Regions from separate parts of the Callithrix jacchus genome. Here region 1 is linked to region 2. Evidence: chromatin contacts called from public Hi-C data. All regions are on one chromosome and are shown on one strand. The core of a region is the stretch at or near the end of the contact, and the rest is flanking DNA. Distances in the headings are between cores, read along the strand shown.

What was found. Hi-C and Micro-C count contacts between places; a contact is called where the count stands out from the background.
Region 1: a contact with region 2 is called in a Hi-C map of skeletal muscle, with 3 times the contacts expected there. The contact joins the promoter of LRIG1 here to the enhancer-like site in region 2. A contact is called at or near these places in 2 of 3 Hi-C or Micro-C datasets (both in skeletal muscle).

What each region holds. Positions count from the first base shown.
Region 1 is chr15:48,314,245-48,321,772 of calJac240_pri, forward strand. LRIG1 (leucine rich repeats and immunoglobulin like domains 1) reads right to left here and starts at 1,535. Exons shown (of 19, transcript XM_035276058.3): 1 at 643-1,535. The coding sequence starts at 656.
Region 2 is chr15:48,214,481-48,221,929 of calJac240_pri, forward strand. It overlaps LRIG1 (leucine rich repeats and immunoglobulin like domains 1), which reads right to left. Exons shown (of 19, transcript XM_035276058.3): 9 at 5,921-6,001. Among named protein-coding and RNA genes, the nearest start is that of LRIG1, 98 kb to the right of the region's middle. Within about 2 kb of position 3,476, at least 2 of the 16 cell types and tissues checked have an H3K27ac peak or open chromatin away from gene starts, as enhancers often do. A contact at or near this core is called in skeletal muscle, where this site is marked.

The DNA of each region.
Region 1 (7,528 bases), core at 285-2,784, 98 kb after region 2:
GGAAGGGTCTGGAACACAGTTCCGTAAAATGCCAACCAGGCGGAAAAGGACAAACTCCCAGCACTCACAGGTCGCCAGGAACTGTCAAAGTCCTCTAACTCAGGGGTCCTCTGGGGAAGGCTGCCTTCTGCACCGCACAGAGAGCCAAGTCAGGTCACCACGGTCTTCGGGTATCAGGAGACGGCTACACACTCTCTCTCTCACTAATAAATAATGTAAACGGATGATTGGAGCCAAGAGTCATCTTCATTCACTACCCATTGGAAGACCAAGGAGCTCAGACACCAAAGAATTGGATTACAGGAGAGGAAAAGGAAATGCACCCACAGACCCCCCACACAAACTTCTTCAAACTCTGCTCCAGACGTTTCCCACCCACCCACCCGCAAATACACTCAGCTCCAGACTCTCACTCACTAACCCCCAGATGGCCCTCACGACGCGTGCTGCCTAACCCCCAAACCTCCACGACCCACGCTCGCTGGTCTCCAGACCCCACGAGGCACGCTCTTCTCCAGGCTCTCTCGCACGCCCTCTCGCCCGGATCCCCACGCAGGGTCTCCCCTCCGCCACCCCAAGCTGACAATCTTCCAGCCCGCACAACTCCACAACCCAGACCTCACAGGCTCCCCGAGTACGAACCCCCGCTGTCCCATCCCGAAGTTACAAAGCCCCGAGGCGCAGGGAGGGCGGAAACGGCGGCACTCACAGGCTCCGCGTCCAGGAGGGCAGGTCCCCGGGCTGCGCCGCCAGCCCGCGCCCGCCACAGTCCAGTAAGTCCCCAGCGCAAGTGCAGGCAGCCGCGCAGGGCGCCGGCGTGCCGGCCGCGGCAGTCACCGGCTCCAACTGAAGCAGGAGCAGCCAGGGAAGGAGAAGGCAAGGCGAACGGCGAGGAGCCCCGACCGCTCCTCCGACCGGCCGCGCCATCTTGTCTGGAGCGCGCTGCGAACTCCGAGCGCGGGGACTGTGAGGACCCGGACGGCCGCAGACGCGGGCGGGCCCGCGGCGCGCTCTGCTCGGCTCTAGGTTCCACGCCGGGGCATGGCACCCGGCCCAAGTTCTCTCTGCGGCCGCGGCTCCGGCACTCAGCGGGACCCCGGTGCCCGGGCTGCTCTGCAGCACCCGGCAGGGGCCGCGAACTGCGCGCCCATCCGGGCCGGCCGGCCCTCCTGTGCTCGGTGCGAACTCCGCCGATCCAGGCAGGGGTGCCCAGTCTGCGCTTATCGTCCACCCAGCGCACGCCGAGTGCCGCTAGCTACACCGGCCGAGGGCAGTGCTGCCGCTGCGCCTGGAAAAGAAGCGTTCAGCCTCGCAGCCCGAGCTCGGCGCCAACGGGCATCTTCCTCTCGGCTCGGAGCGCAAAAACGTAGATCCCAGGCTGGACGGTGCGGCTGGCCCCGCGCTCGGAGAGCCCAGTGCGCCTCGCTGGCCCCGCGTCGCTGGTAGAGAGCGCGCGCGCAGCCTCAGGTTCCGCACGGTTCCACCACGCAGCCAGACTGCGGCGGACCTCGCGGCCGAACAATCAGCCGCTCGCCGCTCGCTTCCCAGCGGCCCAGCCCCGACCGGTCCCCCAGACCCCGCCCCCAGCCGCTCGCCCGCACACACCCCCTGCGCTCCGCGCCCCGCGGCCGCCAACAGACCCACGTTGGATGCTTTGCAACAGCGCCGCGCCACGCCCCCAACGCCTACTGCTCATTGGCTGCCGGAGTCCACGGCGGCCAACCTCGAAGGCCATTGGGCTGCTCGCTGTAATCCCGCCCCTCCCGTTTCGCCGACCACCCCGCCCCCACACTCTTTTCCCACCCAAGGTGTGAAGGGCGGGAGACTGGGAGGAGAAAATAAGGGACGGCCCCCGCCTCTTAAAGGGGACGCGCAGCTTGTTGGAGAACTGGGACGTGGGCTGGGGAAAGGAAGCGTGAAGACAAGCCCTCTGCTTCTAGAAGAGGAGAGAAAGTTAAGACGGTAACGGCCCCGTTTTGGAGCTGTCTGGCCCCAGGGCGTTTTCTCTCTTCCTCAGGCTGCAGGCAGGACCGTAGATTAAAAGCAAACCCGCGCCCATTTTCCAGGTGCTTTCAAGGAGCGAAGACACAGGTTTAATACCTAACACATTTCTTCCTGACTGGGGCATCCTTCCCCCTCGAATTGCCTGGAGCATCTGCTCCTGACTTGTTCTTCACGTCTTAAATCCAGCAATATGTCCTTGATTACCAAAATGGATGTGGGCTGCAGAAACCTAGTTTCAAAAGTGCACCCTCGGCTGCGCGTGGCGGCTCACTCCTGTAACCCCAGCACTTTGAGAGGTCGAGGCGGGCGGATCACCTGAGGGGAATTTGAGACCAGACTGTCCAACATGTACCCGTCTGTACTAAAAAAGAAAAATACAAAAATTAGCCAGGTGTGGTGACAAACGCCTGTAATTCCAGCTACCTGGGAGGCTGAGGCAGGAGAATCGCTTGAACCCAGGAGGTGGACGCTACTATGAGCAAAGATGTCACTGCACTCCAGCCTGGTCTTTCGCAAGTCTCCTTTAAAAAAAAAAAAAAAAAAGAAGTGCACTCTCCTCTCCAGCCCCTAGTCAGTTGAAAGGTACTTCTAGAAATACTCCAGCCTTTGATAAAGAAGTTGCTTTGTTGTTTGGGAGTTTTTGTTTTAATCAGAGCCTTTTTAACATAATTTTCAAAAAGCCATAGTGTAGTCGTAAGAGTCAGAGTTAAAGGAGAAATAATAGTCACAAAGCTTCTTATTTTGGCTCTTACAGATCAGACCACAGTAGTTGTGTGTTATGATAGTACATGGAAACATTAAGGAAGACACACAGACACACATTGAGAAAAAAGGAAAAAGATTAGCACTGTAACATATAGCTGACTTCTGGGTATTTTAGTTTGCTGGTGTCTCATATCCCTTCCCCATAGTATGCAAATTACTAACATAACTGTGCACATTGTCAGGAAAATTAAGCAGGTTAAGTTTGTCGAAAGACATTTGCTCCAGAACATTAAATCTCAGTTGTGTTTTATGGAAGTGGGGTGGGGTGGGAGGTAGAGAGGAGAAGATGTTCCTTAGGGGAAAAAAAGCAAAAAAATAAATAAATAAAAATAAAGGGTTTATTCCATTTTTGACACAATCTAAGAAGTTTGCTTTAATTGAGATGCACTAAATGTATTAAACTTCCCCTCAGCCTTAAGATCACCTCTTTTCTTTAGCCAAAATGTAATCTTCCTATCCCTTCCTCCCCTTTCCTTCTTTCCCTTCTGATTCATTGTGCTCTCAGATAATGGTGCCTCATTTTTTTCTTTTTTAATTTTGCATGAGCTCAGCAGTGATGCCCAAAACAGCACTCGAATATGTGGATAAATCAATTCAAATCTAATTCCCAAGAAATATTATCAGAAAAATGCTGCACCTGACCCATTTGACCCAGAGCTTCAACCAGCTTTTATGTTTCATATGCAATCCACATAAACATACAACTTCCATCTGGACAAGAAGAAGTATGTCCCTTGGTTCTATCCCTTTTGGTAATAATAATTGTAATAAGCAGGGAGAATGGAATTTAAAAGATTCTAAATTTATGAAGTCCTCTAGGTCAGTGTTTATGTTTTTCACGACCAAAGAACACAAAACAGTAATTTAATGTAGAATACCCACAGACCTTTCGTGAAATGAAACTGTCAGATCCTCCCTGTCCCCACCCCAGAATAAAATAGCATATGCAATGAAATTGATTTGAACCGATTGAACTTCTTGAGAAGCTGACCTAAAGTTATCTTTCAGGTTTGTCTCATTTCTAGTACTATAAAATGGGTAATTCTTGCGAAATGTTTTTTCAAATGTGTATGCGCATACTTGTGAGATGCTTTTCTGCAATCCCAGCATTCTGGAGGATAGAATTTAGAGAATCTACAAGGTGAGGGAGTGCCCACAAATCTAAAGCATCCCTTGTGGTATGGTTACCATGTAGCCAGAGAAAAGGATTCCAAAGCCGAGGCACACTTGGGGGGACAGGGCGCCTGAGCCTTGGCAGTTCCTCTCGTCTACAGCAAAGCATGAAGTCATGTCTGCTCCCCATACCATGTATGGAAGATTGCCCACATATTAGCAACCTGCTTGTGATTGCAATAAGAGTGTGAACTTGGAGAGTGGTGATATCCAGCTCAGGGGGGAATTCATCTACAGTTACCACCTAAGATGAAGGAGACCTCAGCAACAACAACGGCAAATGCCTAAGGGAATCTATGTCCCTGCTTAGAAAAGTGCAAGTCTTGGTCCATTCAGCACAGAGCAACAGTTGATGTGGGTACTCTAGGTCCTTATTTTCCTCACACTGCAATTTTCATCGTTTTAAATGCTTATTCCTTGAATGAATCATCCAGGGATTATAGATTTTCCAGTTCATCCTAATCTTCCCCAGGGATAGCATGGAATCAAATCCCCAGTGAGAATCTCTGCAGGTCTCTCTTGACGACAGAAGCCACAGTTAATCATCCTATGCTCACTGCTCAAGAGAGCAACCCAAAATCTAAATAGCCTGAAATCTATTGGGGAGAGAAGCAAATAACAAAATAGCAAGAAAAGTTAACCATAAGGATTTTTTTTTTTAACACAACTTCCTGGGGACTGAATTTGTGCCAGTTTGCTACAGTTCTAGGTGGTGGTCATTAGTGGTCTTAAAGAATGCTGAGATACAGAGGTGCTTGCTTTATCTTGGATGAGATTTTACGCTATGTTCAGTACATTAAAAGAGCACCAGGGTGCCATTCAGGAGAGCTGGGTTCCAGCCAGGCCTTGTTATCCATGAAACCTCTCTTGGAGCCTCAGTTTTCTCAAATAGAAAACAAGGGGCTGGGCATAGTGGCTGTAATCCCAGCACTTTGGGAGGCCGAGGTGAGTGGATCACCTGAGGTCAGGAGTTCCAGACCAGACTGGCCAACATGGTGAATGAAACCTTATCTCTACTAAAAACACAAAAATTAGCCAGATGTGGTGGTGTGCACCCATAGTCCCAGCTATTTGGGAGGCTGAGGCAGGAGAATTACTTGAACACAGGAGGCGGAGGTTGCAGTAAGCCGAGATCGCACCATTGCCCTCCAGACTGAGTGACAAGAGCAAAACCGTCTAAAAAAAAAAAAAAAAAAAAAGAAAACAAGGATAATGGTACTTGACCTGGGTGCTGAAAGAGTAAAGGAAGGATCATTTGATAAAGGAGACATGGGGCCTTATAAACTGTTTAGGTCTACATACATCTAAGGTTTGTTTTCAAGGTGTTATTGAATTGTTAACTCTGAAAAACTATGCGCCCATATGTATAATATAGATGGAAAATCTCAGCAGGTTCTTTCAGCAGTAAAGTTTCTTGTCCAAGAATGTGACAAAGGGTTAATAATTACCTATAAAATCCCTGAAGACTTGCAGGGTGATGACAGCCCTGCTTTGAGCCTGTTTTGTATCTCTCTTCCAAGGAAAATAGAACTGTGCACTCATTAACTCCTTCCTCACAATAATCTTGTCAAGGAGATGGATTGGTGGAGAAGGTAAGTGAGGAGGCTAATGAGTCTGGGAATAGAATATAGAAAGAGAAAGATTTTGGTATCTCCCCATCCCCCATTCCAACATTTGACTTTGGTGGAGGTGGGGAGAGGTGTGTTTTCTTGTGCAATCTCTGGCGATTGGAATATTGGTTAATGCCCAAACAGTGCCAAGCTGCAGCTGCTGCAGTTCCAGAGCAAGAATGGTAGGTTGATGCCTGCAGCTCAGCTGTGACCCTTCAAAGGTTCTACCCTCCTCTGCAGAGCACCAGGGAGTAAAAACCTTTAGAGTCCATTTTCTAACACAAACTAGAACCTTGACACTTGTCCTTGCCTTGTGAATGTGAAATATTTACTGGTTCACTGAAAGGATGGAAAAAAAAAAGTTAGCAAAGATAGGAGCATTTCAGAATTTGGAGATGGAGATTCTGGAGTGGTGGTCATTATAGGAGGCCGTCCCTTACTTCTGACAGTGATGATGAAGGGAGGGACTAATTACGTCATCACTGAAGACTGCACCTCTCCCTCTCAATCTGCTGCCTTTGCAAATGTCACTCGGAGAAGTACATGAGGGCGAGTTCGGGGAGGAATCAAAGTTTTTGCCTCACTGCCAGCAACTCAGAACTAACACTTCAATGTATGTAAGGAACAGCACATTGATCATAACTTATAATAATAATCTCTATGAAGTCATATACCTTATATTTTTCAAAGCACTGTCACATCATAACACAGCTATCATTTATGGAGCACTTTGTTGAGTACTTTATGTACTTTTTTCATTGAGAGAGGAGCTAAGAAAAATGTTTAAGGCCACACAAGCTAATAAGTGACAGGGCCAAGATTCCAAACCAGTTCTGTGGACACCAAGGATCTATTTTTGGGCTGGGTGCAGTGGCTCATGTGTGTAATCCCAGCGCTTTGAAAGGCCAAGATGGCTGATCACTTAAGGTTAGGAGTTTGAGACCAACCTGGCCAACATGGTGAAATCCCATCTCTACTAAAAATACAAATATTAGCTTGGCGTGGGTGTGCGTGACGGTAGTCACAGCTACTCAAGAGGCTGAGGCAGGAGGATCACCTGAGCCCAGGAGGCAGAGGTTGTAGTGAGCTGAGATCGAGCCATGGCATTCCAGCCTGGATGACAGAACAAGACCCTGTCTCAAAAACAGAAAGAAAAAAAAAATCTATTTTGACATTTGAGCTTCCTAAACTTTGAATATGAAATTTGTTATTGTTCCCTCTTTACAGATGAGAAAGCTGAGGTTCAATTGTTGCCCCAAGGTCACACAGCATCAGGAATAAATAGAATTTTAAATCACAAGTTTTATCACAACCACCAATACACATACTTTATATTCAGTGAAAGTCTTATGAAGTGTATCGTGAAGCTTCTTTCTCAGGGATGCCATGAGAATGGATGTAATTTCTTTACTTTTTCATGTTTACTAATAGATTTCCAAAGTTTTCTGTATGTTTAATAAGCTAAAATGTTAAATGATAAACATATTGCCTATTTTCTCCCACCGTACACAGCAGCACTTGTATAAGCACAGTGGTTAATAATTACTGAGCACTTACTATGTGCTCGGCATTATTTCACATTGTGGCTTACTTTGACTGAAGAAGTCTATGAGGTACCTTAGAGATTGTCATCCTATAGACGAAGTTACTGAAACTCTGAGGTCCATCCACTTGCCGACATTATACCCTAATTAGGTGCTGAGCAGGAAAAGGCCCACAGCTAACCTATCCCAATCACATACCCTCTCTTATCTTTCTCACTTTTGATTAGTTTTCCTGTTTATCTCTCCCTGCAGACTGGTAGTTCAGTAATTAAAAGAGTCTAAATCCCCTCTTGGTATTCCTGTTGTCTAGCACAATTTCAAGGTAGGCACAGAGACAGTATTTGCTGAGTGACTCCTGCCCACCCTGTAAGGAGGGAGAATTATCAGGCCTCTTTCCTCCCCCATTTTATCTTATATATGCTTGAGATTCAA
Region 2 (7,449 bases), core at 2,226-4,725:
GTGAGGGGCGGGTGGAAAGCTGACCTGTTCTGATTACAGGTTTGAGGCATGCAGGACTTCCCCTTTCTGAAATGAAATACTTTTATCTTTATTAGAATTTAATAGTGATGACAGGCTGGAATTGCATGCGCCGTCTAGCCTAAAAAGGCCGCTTGCAGTGTCAGGTAGAAATCACCTTGTCCGGCCCAGGTTGTCTCTCTCCAAGGACCACCCAAGGGTGGGTGGTGAAGTTTAGTGATGGCTTGGCAGGAGAGATGAGACAGGTTATGGTTTCAGTGAGAGGAAGCAGAGTCCAAAAAGGAAAGACACGTTTTTGGAATCAAAACTGCTTCCCATGACTGGGCATGATGGCTCACGCCTGTAATCTCTCAGCACTTCGGGAGGCTGAGGCAGGAGGATCACCTGAGCCCAGCAGTTTGAGACATGGACAACATAAGGTGACCCTTTCTCTACAAAACAATAAAAAGTATCTGGACGTGGAGCTGCGCACTGGTAGTCCCAGCTACTTAGAAGGCTAAGGTGGGAAGACTGCTTCAGCCTGGGAAGTCAAGGCTGCAGTGAGCCATGACTGTGCCACTGCACTCTGGCCCAGGGAACATAGGGGGATGTTGTCTCAAACAAAAAACCCCAAACTGCCACCCAGTTCTGAACAGTGCATTCTGGGGCTAAACTTTCCCAAAAGAGGCAAGAAGAGGACAGGAAAACAGGGATGCATCAAGCTGACTCCACAGCTCTCTGCACACAGCCACTGTGAGCTGTGTCCTTGCCTATGAGGTGGACCCCTCAGGCCCTACAGGAGATGCCCCAGCACTTTGGCTCTTAAGCCAGACCCCCAATTATATATGACGTCAGTGGGCCAACCTCCAAGGTTATTGCTAGTGCCTGTCCCCTTCCTGGACTGCCTGACCATGACAAGGGGTTCCTGCCTCCAGGCAACTCTGATCCCAGCCTTAGCATTAGCTGTTAAGAGTTTTCCCAGAAGCCAAAGTCTACACCCCTGCAGAACACAAGGAAAAAATGAGCGCCTCCTCCACCAGACTGTGTGATCTAAAGGGAAGCTGGTCTCTCTACAGGAGAACCCCTAGGGTGGAGAGCCCCTGGGAATGAAGAAAATCATGTTTTCCCCTCCGTGTTATCATGTTCTCTCATGAGAACCCACCAAAGGCATTCCCTCTAATCCAGATGGCACAAGAGACCACCAGGGAACAACTGAAGGCAGTGCTGACCATCAGCTTCATCAACTTGTCAACCTTGAGGTCCACAGGATCTAATGGGCTTGCTAAGAACACCAACTACCAGGAACCAACTCATGGGGATTCTCAGCATCAACAGGTTTGTCCAAGGCAACTGGGTGCAGGTGAGCAGGAGAGGAAGCCCCTGGAGAAAGCCCATCTGGCCCCACACCCTACTGGGAAGGGGACTCCTGGTCCAAGATCTCACCTAGCCTCTGGAAGAGATTGGATTACAGGCTAGATCCATCTTCAACCTGCATTAAGACTGGGACCCATAAGAGAAGATGAGAAGCCCCAGCCCCTTTCCAAAGGGAAGAAAAGAAAGGAAATACAAGCCCTGAAGGAAACCAAAGATGGCAGAGCAGCCTGGGACCTGCCCACCACACGGGCCCCTGCTTCATCCTAACTGTAACAGGCCTCCTGGAAACAGAGGCCTACAGGAGAGCCAGAGGAAGGCACCACCAACCCGCCCGGCCAGCTTCCGGGGCAACCACTCCAAAGGGGCTGATGATCCTCCGTTTCATCAGAAACAGTCTCCCTCCCTGGGGACCTCCATTCAGGCCGACCCCAGAGCTAACTCGAGCTCAGCCCTCAGACAAAGCAAGCTCTGTTTCCTGCCTCCGGAGGATGATGGGGCAAACGGGCCAGAGACCCTCTGCCTTTTTTTTCCTCTCTGAGTTCATATGCACGAATGTGAAAACAATCGTATTCTAAAGAGTTTCCACAACCTCTCTCAGTCTAAAACTTTTATTTTAAAACAAATAAACCAAATGCATAGAAAACCCAGTGGCCATGCTAACCTAGGCTCTTTAACCACAAAACTCACTAGCAAATAACAGCTCATGAGGCACTGCAACCCTGAGTGCTTCAGAGAGCACTGCCAACTTCTACACTTACTCAGCTCCCCCGGCCCAGGCACTGTGTGCCCCAGGTCCCAGTAAAAACGCACTGAACTGTTTAGTGAAATCTCCTGTAAACGAAATCCAGGAAAAAGCTGTGCTTTATTTCATCCATTAAATATTAGTCACATTGACCTGTTTTACAAGGAGGGCAGGCAGTTATTTTTAATGGTGACAATAGCAATAAAACAAATTCTCAAATTCTCAATTACGCAGGAACTAATCATCCTATTGGTGGATTAAGCAGGGTCCTTAACCTTCCCCAGCAGATATCGGGGGCTGGGGTGGGGAGCTGCAGTCAGCAGACTGGGATGGCTCTAATAAAAGGCTGCTGTGAGGAGAAAGGAGAAGAGGACTGTGGGCTGGGAGGACACTATTTCTGTCCCAGAGAAGGAACAGCTGGCTGGACCTCCCAAGCACCAAAGCAAAGCAGAAAGCGAGCTCCGGGGGTCACCTGTCAAACCTCCCATTCATCTCCTGGCCAACCCAGCCAACAGCTCCAAAGGCCTGGTCAGCACCTGCCAAAGCAAGTGGCAGGTACCGGGGGCAGTGCTCAGTACCTTGTACTCATGTCCTTGAGAGTAGCTGTGGCATGTGCACCAGCCTTCCCCCTGACCCACCCACACACACAATGAGTTCCACTGCAGGACCGGCATACCCCACAGGCAGGGATGGAGTCTGCACTCACATCAGCTCTCCAAGTTCCCCCAAACATGCCCCTTCCCATGTGCCCAGTGTGGGACTCGGCCCCTCCCTCCAAGGAATGCCATGGAGCCAGCTGGAATCACGGGGCAGACACTCACTACCCAGGTCACTAACTGCTCCTCTCTGCCTGTAATTTGGGATCCAGAAATTCTCCCTTCCCTCTCGTGTACTGACTCTGTGCCACTATGGAGGCCCCAGCTGGGGAACCGCACAACCATTTGGAAAAAGGTCCTGGGGTGAGTCTACAGAAGAATCCCAGACAAGCTAGGAAGAAAGGCATGTGCTGGGGTCTGGGAACATTCTCGCCCTGCCAGGAAGCTCCAGTGTGAGTAACTCTCCAACACGGCTGTTCGACAGCTGGAAAAATTAAGGGCAGGTCAGCATCCACCCCAAATTCACAGAGGCCGTTTATGGCTCTGCTGCTCACATCTTCCTTTCTTGGAAAACATTTTAATTTAGGTCTGACCTCTGGCATGGTGGAAAGGACCCAAGGTCTTTGAGTAACTCAGCAAAGGCAGGGGTCTGTACCTTCCCACCCTAGGGCAGGCCCTGAACACCAGCCCCTCGAGCTCTCCAAAGACAAACCCATACCAGATGAAGGGGCTAATGGCACTGGCTGCACCCCCCAAAGGACGGATCAACTGCTCTAGAGCGGGGGCAGCTCTTCTCCGTGCACCCCACTTCCAGTGGATCCCAACAGGCCAGATCGGGCCACTCCCATGGAGCAACACGGTGCTGTCTGTGATTACTCCTCTCAGCCACAGCCACAGCACAACTTGCCTGCCAACGTTCTGAGTAGACAAGTAAGGAGGGGACTAATGAGGCCCTGGGTTCTTCCTCTGTCCTTCCCTTCATTCAACAAACATAGACGCAACACCTGTGATATGCCAAACACAGCACTTATGTAACCCTGTGTACCAGGATCACATGGGAAATATTTACTTCTCCGGTTCCCTTTTACTGTGGAAATCTGCACATACCATGCTAGGTAGACAGAGTAGTATCCTGAACCCTAAGTGCCCGTCACATACCTACAATACTCCAGTTATGCCAATCTCACTTCATCTCTACCTCTAGCCACCGCCCATTCTCAAACTCAGCAGGAGTTTACAGAATCCAAATCACAGGCATCGTACCATTTTCTTTCTTAGTCCAAGAAGAAAAGGATTTGTTTTCTTTCTTTTGCAACATACCCATGATAGCATCACATGTAAGTAAGTGATTGCATATATTTAATCATATTAAGGATTTCTTGTTTATTTTTTGTCCCAGCTTCCCCAACTGGATGCATGTCTTTCTCTCTTGCCCTTTTTCAAAGATACATAGAGTCTCCAGCCCCAAGATGCTGACTCAGTGGCTGGGTGGGATGAGGCCTGGATTTTAACAAGTTCCTAGGAGTCTCAGGGCCAGCTCAGTGTGGAGCCCACCACATTATGTGAGTGAGGAAAGCAAGGGCTTGGGCTGACCTCTTGGGGCTCAGGTGGAAGTGCTGAGCCTGGTCTAGCAGGTGGACAAAGGAGATGCGGACATTCAGGAAGGCCGCGGTAGATACATGCAGCACTGGAACCCAGGGGACCCAGGGCCAGGTGCACCTCACGGGCCCTACTTTCTGAGTGAGACAGAGCCTCCCGGAAGCCATAACACCCAGGAGACGGCTCCAGTTTCCTCTGGAGGGACATACCCCAGTGGAACCTGGCAGTGCTGCCCACTCCCCACCTTCACCCTTCAGTCAGTTATGGCTGAGGCCAGGGAGGCTCATGCCAAGGGGCAGCCCCGGTGCTGAACACCTTAGCAGCCCCGTCCCAGGCCTGGAGCTCCTCTTGCTAAGAACAGGCCCCTGCCCCACCCCACTTGGTACTTCTAGCTCTTCCCAGGTTTGCTCTGTACAGGATAAAAAGGGGCCAAGTACTACAGGTTAAAGGCTGCAGAAAATGAGCATTGTTTGAGAGACAACAAGGACAAGAAACACTGACAAGCATCTCTGACATGCTGCTGGAGTACAGGATGCTCAAGAAGAAATAGCTTCCTCAGACAGCCAAAAGAGCTTATTCCCAATCAGACCCATCAAAGGTACAAAAAACCACACTTTTCAGAACAAATCAGAAGCATCTACCGTACAGAAAGACTCTCCGTACCACAGGCTCCACTCGGGCTTTCCAAATATTTACTTTACACTCGCACTCTGCTGAGCTCCCCGTCACTGGGGACGGGTTGGGGGAATGGAGTGGCAACTGTCCCCTCTGTCTTGCCTTCCTCCAAGGCTTCCCTCCGAGATGCCAGTAAACAGTAATAATTACTCAGCACCCCCTGCACGGTCCTTGGATGGCATCTACAGAAAGTGCCAGTGACATGCAAAGTAAACAGGGTGGGCCGACAGGGAGAAAATGTGGGCTTTGGAGCCAAACGAGCAAATCTGGATCCTGCCACTTGACAGCTGTGTAGTTTTGGGCAAAATCCCATCACTTCTCTTTCCTCAGGTATAAAATGGTTGCCTAACAAAGACTACTACCCTCACGGGATCATTAGATATAACACACACGCGCTTGGCAGATTAACTGGCAAAATCTAGGAGCTAGGAAAAAAGAAAAAGACCCCAAACCATACATTCAAAATAGCTGCTACTATGACCCTTGGAAATGCTGTTTCCATTTGAGATGATGGTTAATGATGGAAGTCCTGACAGGAGCCCCACACCCTCACAGCTTACTGAGCTTTATACAACTCCCACAATTCCAAGAAACTAAGTAGCAGGGCAAGACTCCTTTGTACAAAGAGCAATGGCAAATCCCGCAGTTTTCAAGTGAGTTGTGAGTGAAGCCCAAGGGAAGCTCCACCAGGCCACCAAACGCCAGGTAGTCAGTCCCCAAGAACCCAAGGCCTGGGTCGGGAAGAAGACCCCCGGCCATCGAGAAGTGGGGTGTCCCCTGCTCTCTTCTTCAAACTCTTCTCCCCAAACAAAAGCAGCTCAGCATGGAGCCAGCTCTTTTCCACCACAGAGAGGTGTGGGGGGCACCAGAGAAACGTCTCCCACAGAAGTGTCTTCCCATGCATTCGCTGGCAGAGCTCCATGCCGTGGATACTCACAGCTTGCTGAGGCTGTCCAGTCCTGAGAAGGCGCCGCTCGTGTCCTCTATTGTGCCTGAAATCTCATTATGGTCCAGATCCCTGGGGAAAGGACAGAAAGCAGCTCACCATGAGTCCAGTCTGAGCATGGAGGGAAAGCAAACTCCCACCCAGCCTGCTGCTCAGAAGCTGAAGTCCCCTGAAGTCACCCTGGAGGCACAGTCTAGATGTAAGGTGGAGAGACAGAGGGAAGCCCTGTTTCTCAGCCTTCCAACCAGATGACACATGCCTGAGGCAAGAAGCTTCCCTGAGCTCCACCTGCTGCCTGCCTGTCTGTGGAGGCCGCACTCCAGGGAAGGGAGGTGGTACAGACAACCTGCTTTGTACTCTGCCCCCAGAGAGCAGATATCTGGAGTTGGCAGTGAGTATCAGCCCAGAAAGTTCCTTAAGGCTCCCCATCTGCCCTCATACCAACCAGAGTCCCTTTTCTGGACGTAACTGAGAAATTGCAGAAAGCACATGGAAGCAAGCACAGGGCCTGCCCGTGGGCCCTTATGTGCCAGCCAGTGGGTCCGGAGCCCAGAGTCCATCTCCTCCCAAGGCCTATAGGGCGCTGACTGTGAGCCAGGGAGGACATCTGGGTGCTGAGTCAGTCAGACTTGTGACCCATTCGCCAGGATTGGAGGGATGAGGCCAACTCCTCAGCCCAGGCGCCTCCAACAATGCAAATCCCATGGCCGATGACTCAATGGCCTCCCAGCTTCCAGAAGTAGGTCACAGTACCCAGGCGAGACATCACACCTGGTGACCGGACCCCAACCCTGCACACGTTCTGCCCTCTCCAACTTTCCATGAGGTCCTTGGTTCTTAAACTTCCCCCTCCTGAGCCCTTGCAGACACAGGCCAGGGACAGAAAAGGAGCTCTTGGCTCCTGTGAGAAGCTGCAGCAGGAATCAAGGCTGCCAGCAGGAAGGGCAGCTCTGGCTGAAGAGTGAAATGCTGGTGGTGACCTTTCTTTTACAGCAGGAAGCTCACAGAGTGGAGATTCTGCTGCTGGAAGGGACTTCTTCTCTCAATGGGTTCCTTCCTCTCATCTGCATACTCAATAAAACCAGGGACCCGGGGCTGTGGCTTTGTGTGCCTGTCTCCCTGCTCCTAGCCCTGGCTGCCAAAGCTTTTCTCTCCTTTCTGGCCCATTCAATTTGAATGTTCCCAGCCTTGTTATTCAGGCCTTGCATGGGCTCACAGTCTGACCTGGCCTGAATAGCTTGGCTCCAGCCTCTTTCACACTCCCCAGCAACAGCTCCACATTAAAGCCGGCTCTGCCAGGTGCAAGTGCAAACTGGAACAGACCCCTCTCTGTGCAGTGGATTATGCCTAGGAAGGAGACCCTAGAACCTACCATCACTGTCCTCTGAAAACCATATACCCATCTCTGGGGGTTTTATGCTGATAGCTGCTTGGAAGTTCTACGAAGCCAACCATGGAAAAGTTTTATACAAGTCTCAGAAAAGCATCCTGCAGCCACTTTTGCCAATCCGTCTAATTAG